Linked DNA regions of Gossypium hirsutum: region 2 is linked to region 1. A link is a contact called in public Hi-C data. All regions are on one chromosome and are shown on one strand. The core of a region is the stretch at or near the end of the contact, and the rest is flanking DNA. Distances in the headings are between cores, read along the strand shown.

The links. A called contact is a pair of places that touch in the nucleus more often than the background predicts.
Region 2: a contact with region 1 is called in a Hi-C map of leaf, with 3 times the contacts expected there. The contact joins the enhancer-like site here to the promoter of LOC107946022 in region 1. A contact is called at or near these places in 17 of 34 Hi-C or Micro-C datasets (anther, callus, cotyledon and 5 more).

What each region holds. Positions count from the first base shown.
Region 1 is chrD12:43,210,363-43,215,673 of Gossypium_hirsutum_v2.1, forward strand. LOC107946022 (boron transporter 1) reads right to left here and starts at 2,698. Exons shown (of 11, transcript XM_016880203.2): 1 at 2,151-2,698; 2 at 1,977-2,059; 3 at 1,699-1,891; 4 at 1,451-1,589; 5 at 1,032-1,364; 6 at 765-938; 7 at 582-677; 8 at 361-498; 9 at 1-179. The coding sequence starts at 2,254.
Region 2 is chrD12:43,252,049-43,256,670 of Gossypium_hirsutum_v2.1, forward strand. No RefSeq gene overlaps it. Among protein-coding and RNA genes, the nearest start is that of LOC107946021, 5.1 kb to the right of the region's middle. Within about 2 kb of position 1,448, at least 1 of the 9 cell types and tissues checked has an H3K27ac peak or open chromatin away from gene starts, as enhancers often do. A contact at or near this core is called in leaf, where this site is marked.

The DNA of each region.
Region 1 (5,311 bases), core at 1,448-3,947:
ACACAACCGCCTACCATGGTAGCTTGTAACAAGTTACTTAGACGCTGTTCTTTTACTTCGACAGGCAATAAATCATCAATCTCTTTCTCGATATCGAATAAAGTCTCGTCGAGTGGGGCATCGATGTTGCCTGAACACGTTGCAGCTTGAACTGTTGATTCTTTTAGTTCATTTAGTCCCTGCTTAAGACAAAAATTATTTCATTAATTAATCATAAAATATCGTGCATGATTATGGCAGCAAGCATGCTAGTGAACATTTTAAAAGTATTAATGGATTTTTATATTCACAGCTGTCTCCCTGAATTTTTTAAAGTATGATATCTTTTTATTGGATCATGGAAATTAAATAATATCTTACTCTAGTTGAAGGTTCTTGGTAAACTAAAGGGGTCTGCATTTGTTGATAGGCTTCTTGCATGTTTCCATACAATTGTCCTAAACTAGCATTCTTGCTTATGCTTTTTCGTGCTGCTGTGACCAGCCGGTTACGAAGCAGCTGCGGGATAACCATAAATCACTATCAGCAAAACATTGTGATAATCATAAGAATGAAACGCAGAATTTAATGAATTTAATTACCTGGTGCTTGAGAGTAGCCAAGCTCTTAGTATGCATTGGAGATTGTGGAATGACCCCATTTGCCGGAGGGACGCCAATGAGACCGCATAACAGTGTCTGCCACCGAACAAACACCCAAAATTCGTGTTAAGGATTTGATCGGAAAGGCGAAATTTGGAGACATAGAGGGAACTTAATACATACCAAGAATCCTAAAAGGAGTAAATCATAATGATAACAAGATGGTTTTCTCAAATTAAACTCTTTCTGTTGAGCTAGTTGAGATGCTACACTATGGTCAAAGTAATAAAGAACTGCAATCATTGTGGCTGGAATGAAGGCTCCGATAATGTAGACCAGCGGAACATCCAGCATGTCCTGTCAGGTTTTTTTTACATGTTTTTGTTAGTCCTGTAAGGAGACAGAGTATATATATAGTATTGATTGGTAAGTGTACTTAGTTAAACATGCCTTGATGACTGTCCAATTTTCGTAAGCGCCGGGGGACCAAGGATTTGGACTGAAGAGACGACGTGGGATACCTTTCGGAACATCTCCGGCGGGTATATAGGAGACTCCTGTCCAAATTAGTACCATAAGTGGTACACCATAGTCTGCTATAAAGCTTCTAAGCCAACCCGTTCCATAGCGCCATGACCTCGCTTTTCGGCTTTGTAATGCGGTGAAAAGAAGGCCAAATGACAGTACCAAAGCAAACATGCCATTAGCAAACCTCCATGAAGGTATAAACTGTGTCAAGTTCGGATTTTCATTGTGTGGAATTCGGAACTCTTCCACAAGGCCCTGCAATTCAAATTTATCATTATAAAGCCTAATTTATGTCATTCAATAAAAGTTTTCATCATGTTATATACCAATATTGATCTTACTTTGATAGCTTGCTGCATAAACAACATAGCTATAAGCAGACCAAACAATTCTCCGGTGACACGAGTAAACCGGTTGATAATGGAACAAGCTCCCAAGATTGATAGTAAGAACAGCAACCCTGCAGTCCATACACACACCCTACAAAATTAAACAAAAAAGCCAGGCAACTATATTAAATTATAGCAGCCCCCAACAAAATATAATAAACAAACTTATTTGATCAAAAAAGCTGAGGTACACAGCCCACCATCCAGTCCAGGCTAGAAACCGGTCCCGACCCAAGTCCGATCTGTCTTTAACAAAGTCAAACATGAATGTATACATAATGACAGTTGGTTCAGCAACTCCTAGTATTAACAATGGTTGACCACCTATTATTGAATGTATGATCCCACAAATTGCAGTGGATGCTAAGGTTTGAACTGCTGTGAGAACTCCATCTGCAGATAAAAACATGGTGGATCAGGTGCCTCATATATATATACACACACACATATATATAAAAGACTTAAAATCATATAATACCTGTATTTCTCTCAAGTTGTTCACCAAATGAAATGACAGGAATTGCAGAAGCAAAGAAAATGTAAGTGGTGGGAGCTAGAATCCTGTAAATGATATAGGGAAAAGCCTATAAATACAAAGCTTAATAATGTTTTGAATATATATATATATGTATGAATGCATGTATGTATGTACCTGAAGCCTGCTTTAAAGCCACTAGTCCAGTCTTGCTTGTAACACAATAATCTTCCTCTGAGATCATTTTTGATACCTCTGAGAGGCACAAAGGTCTCTTCCATGGTTAGTTTCTTTTGCTAGCTAAACCACTAAATGGTTGGCGTTTACTTCTCTCTCTTCCTTTGATCCTAAACTGCTATATATATGTATATATGTATATGCAATTTACATGACTTGAGTTGAGAGAGATGAAATCTGCAGATAAAAAAAGCTATAGCAAAAGATAATGAACACAAAGACTCAAAACAGAACCAAATTACATGGTTCTAGGTTCTGTAAACAGCTGAAACATAAAAAGAAATAAGATTATAACGAAGGGTTTCTTGTTTTTTCTTTTTTTGGTTTCCTTTGTGCTTGAAATGATTTTTGATGCACTGTATATTATGGGGGTGTTGAAGGAAGGAGATGAAAGGATACAAATATATAAAGCCTGCTTTGAAAGATGCTTAATAGGTAGATTTGGTGAGGTGCAGACCAATGTTTAGTCAGTACTTTTTTTCACTGATTTTTTTATTACAGGATATTAACAAAAGAAGTATAAATAAATATTAAAATAATTGTAAGAAAGATGAACATAAAAAAAAAAGGTTCATATTGAATACAAAATCCTGAGTAATGCAGTTGCAGACAAAGTATAGGCGGGTCAAGTGGGAATGAAAGTGACCCTCACTTTCTATTTGTTTGACGGCTCACCTAGATTGGCACAGTTTTATGTATGCCTTTTCATTTTCTTTTATATTATGGAGCTATCTATATTAAGTTATATTTTTTTATTTAAAAAATAGATAAATTAATTAAGGTATATTAGATTAAAGAGTAAATTTATTCTTTCTGTAAAAAAGATTAATCTGTTTCTACTATTAAAAATTAGCAGAGCTAAAAGAATAACCAGACAACTGCATCTGGCGAGCCATATGTACCTCATGCAAATGTGCATGGACTAATTTGCTCAGAGTATCCTCATTTGGACCCATACTATATTGTAACAATTGACACTCTTATATTGTTATATTAAATGAATAATCGATTCAAATTAATTTTGATCCATTTGATTTAGATTTTAAAAATTTAGAATCATTTTAGCTCAATTTAAATTTGGGTCATTTTGAGTTCGAATCATTCAACCTTGAGATTTTAGTTTTTTTGTATTAGGTCATTATAGATTTAAGATCGTTTCGAATTATTAGTTTTAGTTGTTTGAAATTCATATCATTTCTATTTTAAATGTTTTTAGATTTAAATTAATTTAGGGTTGAATGAATTCATATTCGAGTTAAACCGAGATTATCGACTTTTTATTATTAAATCAAAATTCAAATTCATCTTCCATAATCAAATCAAGTTGTGTCTAATCAGATGCATGATTTTGAGTTTTACACACCATAATCAAAATTTCTGTATTCTAAAATTCACAAAAAAAAAAAAGTGCCACTACCAGTTGACTTTTTCTTTTAAAAAATAAGACAATGAAGAGAGAAACAACCACCATTTTTCCTATCAATCATGGATTGCTTTTCTTCAATTATTTGAGGATTTCAAAATTAAGGCTTTCCCAAATTTTGGTCCATTATAAGAATAAGGTCACATTAGTATTTTTATTATTAAATGAGTTAAATAAATTAAAATTTGAAGTTAGAAAGTAAAAATTTATCTACAACTAATAAAGTTAATATTTTAAAAAAATTTCTCGGTTTTACAAATAAAATTATTTTTTAGTTAAATTGCAAATAAAAAAGTGTTCATGTCATTTTTTTAACATTAAATGTTAATCTACTATAGTTTGGATTTATTGCATTTAATAATACAAAGATTAATTTGATTCAATTTCTATTATTAAACGAATAAATTAGTTTCTTTATTATTAAACGAATTAATTTAATCTTTGTACTTTTAAAAAAAATTAAATATGACTAAATTTTAATAAAGTTACATTTACTATTTAAAATTTATGATCTATAAAGTTTTAAAGTTTTTAGCTGGTTGAGTTTTAGCTCGATTGACATGGACATTATTGTCAATGCAAGAGGATGTAGGTTCGTGATACGAGCCAAGGAGGTGACACTCAAGGAGTTGTTTTTCCTAGTGGTCCAATCACTCGAAGCAAGGCACGACAATTAAAATCAAAGATGAATGCTTTTGTCCAAGACTTTGTTGCTACAAATTTAAGTCATCATGTTCGTGACGTTGACAAATACGAAAATGCAATTCACTGGACCAATCTTGGAATAGTGAAAGCCCATGAATTGGTGGATTAATCTTTTATGTATCTTATTATTATTATTATTTACTTAATTCTCATTGGTTGGGACACATCACTTATGAGTTAAGTAATTTTATTGGTTAGGTTATTATTTATTTATTTTCTTAGATAATTTTAAAGAGTTTTATTAGGATTCAATTACTCTTGTAATTTGCCTATAAATAGGCTTGCTTTCTACACATTGGGGGAAGGAATAAAAAGAGAGTATTTGTTTTTTTCCAAATTTGTGTGAGGCAAATTTTTGAGAGTAGAGTGATTCTTCTCTTGCTATTTAGTTTGGAGTTTGTTACTTTCGAGGGTATTTCAGAGTTACAAATATTTAAATTTCTTTCCCGTTCATCGGTGTTTCTAGATGTTATTCTTCTAGGGGTTTCGTAGGGAGTCGCTCAATCATTGGCGTTTTTGGTTACAAGTTAACCAAGGGTTCCATAGGGCAAATCTATCCTTTTATTATTATTATTATTATTATTATTATTATTATTATTATTTAACTAATTTTATTTATTCTCATTTTATTTTTAATTTGTGTTTCTCTTGTGTCTAGATCCGGGATTTCCGCATCAGTTCAACATTATCCTCTTATTTATGGGTTGAGAAGGGGATATGAGTAATTTTAGGCATTGTGTCAAAAAGAACAGATGTGATCAGAACCTATAATGAGATTAATAAAAAAAAGCTTTTATGATTCTAAAACTGAAAAGCAAAATTATTTTTCATGTAATTTTTTAAAGGATTTGTAATGTGGTCTCCAAGATCCAAATGTGTATTCTTTTTTGAGAATGCAAAAGTATCTTACCACTACATCCATCACTTAATGATTTTAACAAGTTTTTTAATATTTGATATTAAGATCTAATAT
Region 2 (4,622 bases), core at 198-2,697, 40 kb after region 1:
TTTTATTCATTTCTACGCCCTTAAAACAATTTTCTAGCTTAGTCATTGTTTGTCGGTCTTATTCCCAAAAATGTACATATGCATAGATAGGTTTTATCCTGTTCTTTGTCCGCTATGGCCTATTCTTTGCATAGGTTTGATTCCAAGTTATAATTACTCGGACATGTATTTTTTATTATATTGTACTTGTAAGTGTAGTATATTTGTAATAATAAAACTAGAAAAAAAAAGCACTTCTACAAGAGTACTAGACCTGATCATACGCCGAGCCGAGCTAGGCCAGGCCGATGTAGAAATTTAGACACGTTTTTTAGGCCTAGGCTCAAATTGACCTAAAAATGGGCCTAAATTTTTCTCAAGCCTGACCCGACCTGATCGTAATAATTTTTTTTAGATTTTTAATATAAAAACAAATTTTAAAAATATAATGCATCAAATACATTAAAAATATTAAAATAAATATTTAGCAACAAATTAAAAATACAAAAAAAAGTATAGGCATGTGATTTGGGCCTAACTTAGGTCAAAAAAAATTTGCATGAGGCCTAACCTATTTAGAAAACGAGCCTTATTTTTGGGGCCTATATTTTTTCCAAAATCCTCCCACTTTTTGAACAAGCCTTTGAGTCTGGATGAGTAATCCAACCCATGATCAAGTCTAAAGACTACAATGGAGGCAATAGTATATTGTAATTCACATTGTGATTGAAACTAAACCTGTTCATGGGCCGAGCCACCCTGCCCGGCCCGAATGCCCGCCAAAATGTGGGAGGGTTTGGGCAAAATTAAAGTCCCGAAAAATGGGCTTGGACAAAAAATAAGGCCTGTTTAAAAAACGGGTCGGGCCTTGAGTAAGGCATTTTGGCCCGGGCTCGGCCCGAATTCACTAAAGGACCAAAAAAATCTGTTTTTTATATTATTTTCTTATTTTTTTTCTCCCTATTTTGCTACAATTTTACTATTATGTTGCTACTATTTTGTTGTTATTGTTTAGGTATTGTATAAAACTTATTTTATTGTTAATTTTGTTATTATTTTAGAGGCATTTGCTTGTTAAGTTGCATCTACCTTAGTGTTATTTAAGTATACATATTTTTTAAATTTATTTTCAATTTGTTGGGAAATATTTATTTTGACGTTTTTATTATTTTTTATTTATTATATATATTTTAAAATTATATAAAAATTAATATGGGCGGGCCGGGTCGAGTCTGGATTTTAACAATTTTATTCGGGTCGGACTTGGGCAAAATTTTAGGCGCATTTTTTAGGTTGGGCCAAGTCCGGACCTAACAAATGAAACTAAATTTTTAGTTGAACTCGTCCCGGCCCGGCATGCATACCTGTAATTGAAACAAGGGGTTTCATATCAACTAGCTAGGCTTAGCAGTCTTAGCCCGGACGTTTACTGTTGGTCTAACTTTACATTAATGGGCTTCTATAATAGGTCCATAATCCATCGAAAAGTCTTCAACTTCAAGCCGTGGTTCAAAACCCTAAATTGACAGGCTACGCTACAGCATATCGACCAAAAATCCCACCTATCCTTCCTTTCATTTCCTTGTTATTCATCGACCAAACATGGCAACTAGAACTTTACAACTGATGTTGCATTCTACTTTAGAATACGATCATAAGAATTTTGGTTTGTGTTATTCTTACTAAAAGTATCATAAAGGTCTTTATATTAGGAAATGAGTAAATTAATCCATCAAAGAGCAAATTGGTAACTTCTGTTAAAAATTTCATTCATTTTTACTATTAAAATTTAATATGACTGACGAAATAGCTAAACAATTACACATGACGTAACACATATACATCAGGTTAGGGGCCATGCCCCCTCATATGGAAAAATTATCCTTTTAGTCCCTAGTAAATGATAGAATTAAAAGTTACTATATAGTAAAATTACACTTTGGCCTTCTAAAAATGAAAAGATTTCTATTTGGTCCTTTAAAAAGTACAGTTTAACCTCACAAAAAAATTATAATTCAATTCAAGTCCCGCTAAAAAAAATTTTGGATTCGCCCTTGCATACAAGAACCAAATAAGGGTAAAAATAGATGAAATTTTTAACAGAATGATCGATTTGCTTTTTGATCTAACGTACAATAACTAATCGATCCATTTTTTAAGTAACAAAGATAAAATGTACTCCAACTCCTAAAACAAAAGCATCCATCATAGTTTTACCTACTAAATGAATTATGTCTTTAACAATTTGTAGGCACATTAACCAGGAAGCTTGTGGTACTTGCCATTGTTGTATAGTATTTGTATTATCTGATAGTGAATGAAAAAGGTTAATGGACAAGAGACCATTCATGAAGTTATCACACTGCAAATTGTTGATATATTTGAAACAATCAAGAAGATTATGCCTTTTTTTTTTGTATAACTTTAGTTGAACAGTCCTTGTGCTTAAAAGAAAGTAGGTGGAGAAATCCATGAAGAAGAAGACAACAATTGTTGAATAGTGTTTTTCTCAGGAAATTAATTAGCAGCCCCAATGGCGTGAGGTGGTCCATCCTTCTAGATTTAGGATCTATTGGCCTGGTTTATTTTAGAAATAGTTTAAAATGATCCATTCCTTAAAAAATATAATTTAAAAATTAGGTAAATTACTGACAAGGTAAGTAAGTTTTACACTTCGGTTATTAAACTATTTAAAAAGTTATATTTTAATCACTCAACTTCAAAAAGTTTTAAAATAATCATTAAACTATTCAAAAAATTTTATTTAAGTCATTGAACTATTACATTTTTAACCAACATCTGATGTAGCTATTATATCACTATTTATCATATATATATATATATATATAATCTATAATATGTATTGGCCATGTAATTTCCATGTGGCTTTTAAAAAAAACGCTTTGGGTGTCATTCTTTTTTATCTTTTAATGAATTAACCAAACCTAAATTATTATGTTTTAGGTTTTTCTAGTAAATTTCTTAAGTTTAATTTACTATTTTCAAAGCAAATATTTTAGGTTTAATTTAATAAGTTTAATTAATAAATGATAAAAAAAGGACTTTCTTTTCAAAAGCCACGTGAAAATAACGTGGTTAATAGATATTATATTATATATAATAAATATTGATTTAACAACTATCATTAAAGATTTAACAATTTAATGATTTAAATTTTCGAATATTTCAGTAATTATTTTATAATTTTTTGAAGTGTAGTTTACACCAAAAAATAAATAGCAAAAGCAAAAAATTATAATATGATCTAAGTCTATGTATTCTTCGTACATTTGAGATTTAGTCACTTTATTTTTATTTTCAGGAATTTGGTCTATTTACTTTTCAGATTTCAAAAGATTAATGTCAAAACCATTATTTTGAAAATAAAAATTTAGTTGTCGACTTTAAAAAAGATTGGAGTCGCCACCGATCCTTGATTGAGGTGTGATCAGCTCACCTTAAAAAAATGATTTTGGTCTATGAAATTTGAGGAAATAGGTTCGGGAGTTAGTTACGCACGAGGAAAGGTTAGCACCCTCGTAACGCCCAAAATCGGTACCAAATTGATTGTTTAATGTCTTGGTGTTGAAAATTTAAAAAGATTTTAAGAGAAAACTTTTTACCTTGAATGAATTAAAAATTAAGACATTCTTATTTCAAAGAATTTTAAACATCACACCCAGTAAGTTAGGGTGCAACATTTTTTAATCTTCAAAATCAAGTTTGTCTTTTGATTTTTAAAACTCATGCATTTAATGTGATAGCCCGAAATAGGGCCTAATCGGAATAGTGGTTTCGTAACCACAAATCCGAAGTGAAATAGTTTAATTTTATAAATTTTTATTAGTTACTGATTGATTGAAATATTGTGTGAAAATATGGATAGGAAATTTTAATGCTTTAGTGCTTAATTGAATTTTTAGGACTAAATTGAGAAAAATGCAAAGTGTGTCTAATTAGTGATTAAATGACTTAATTGAATTATTGCATGAAATTGGAAGTGTTTATGTGGAATTAGACCATAAATTAGTGTTATGGACACAAAAGGGTATTTCTAGAAAAATATCTAAGTAATGGGTCAAGGGCATTTTTGTCCAAATTGGGTAAAAGACAAAATAAAGAGAAAATAAGTGTCCATCTTCTTCAAAAAAATCAGAAGCTTGCTGCCGAAAGTTTCAGGTTACCATAGTTAAGGGTTTTGATTTTCCTAAGCTCAATTGTAAGTGATTTCTTGCCCCGTTTTTAATTATTTTCGTATTTTTATGCTTATTGAAGCTTGAATTTCATGTTTCTACTATTTAATTTAAATGAAATTAAAGTTTAAAAATTGACCCATTCATGATATAATTGTAAATTGATTAGTGATGTTAGATAATGAATGTTTGAAGTGTTAATTACAAGTTTTACTAGATGAATTTCAATGAAAAATGTTGAAAAAGGGCTAAATTGTGAAAGATGGTAAAGTGTGCATAAAGTTGTGATTTTGTGAAATTGAGGCCCGTTATGAGCATGAAATATGATTTAGTGAAGTTTGAAATTTAAGAATTTAGAGAATTTTATTTTTACGAGCTTAGGGACAAAAGTGGAATTTTTGAAAAGTTATGGGGAAAAATGTAAATGTGTCAAAATGTTGTGTATGAATT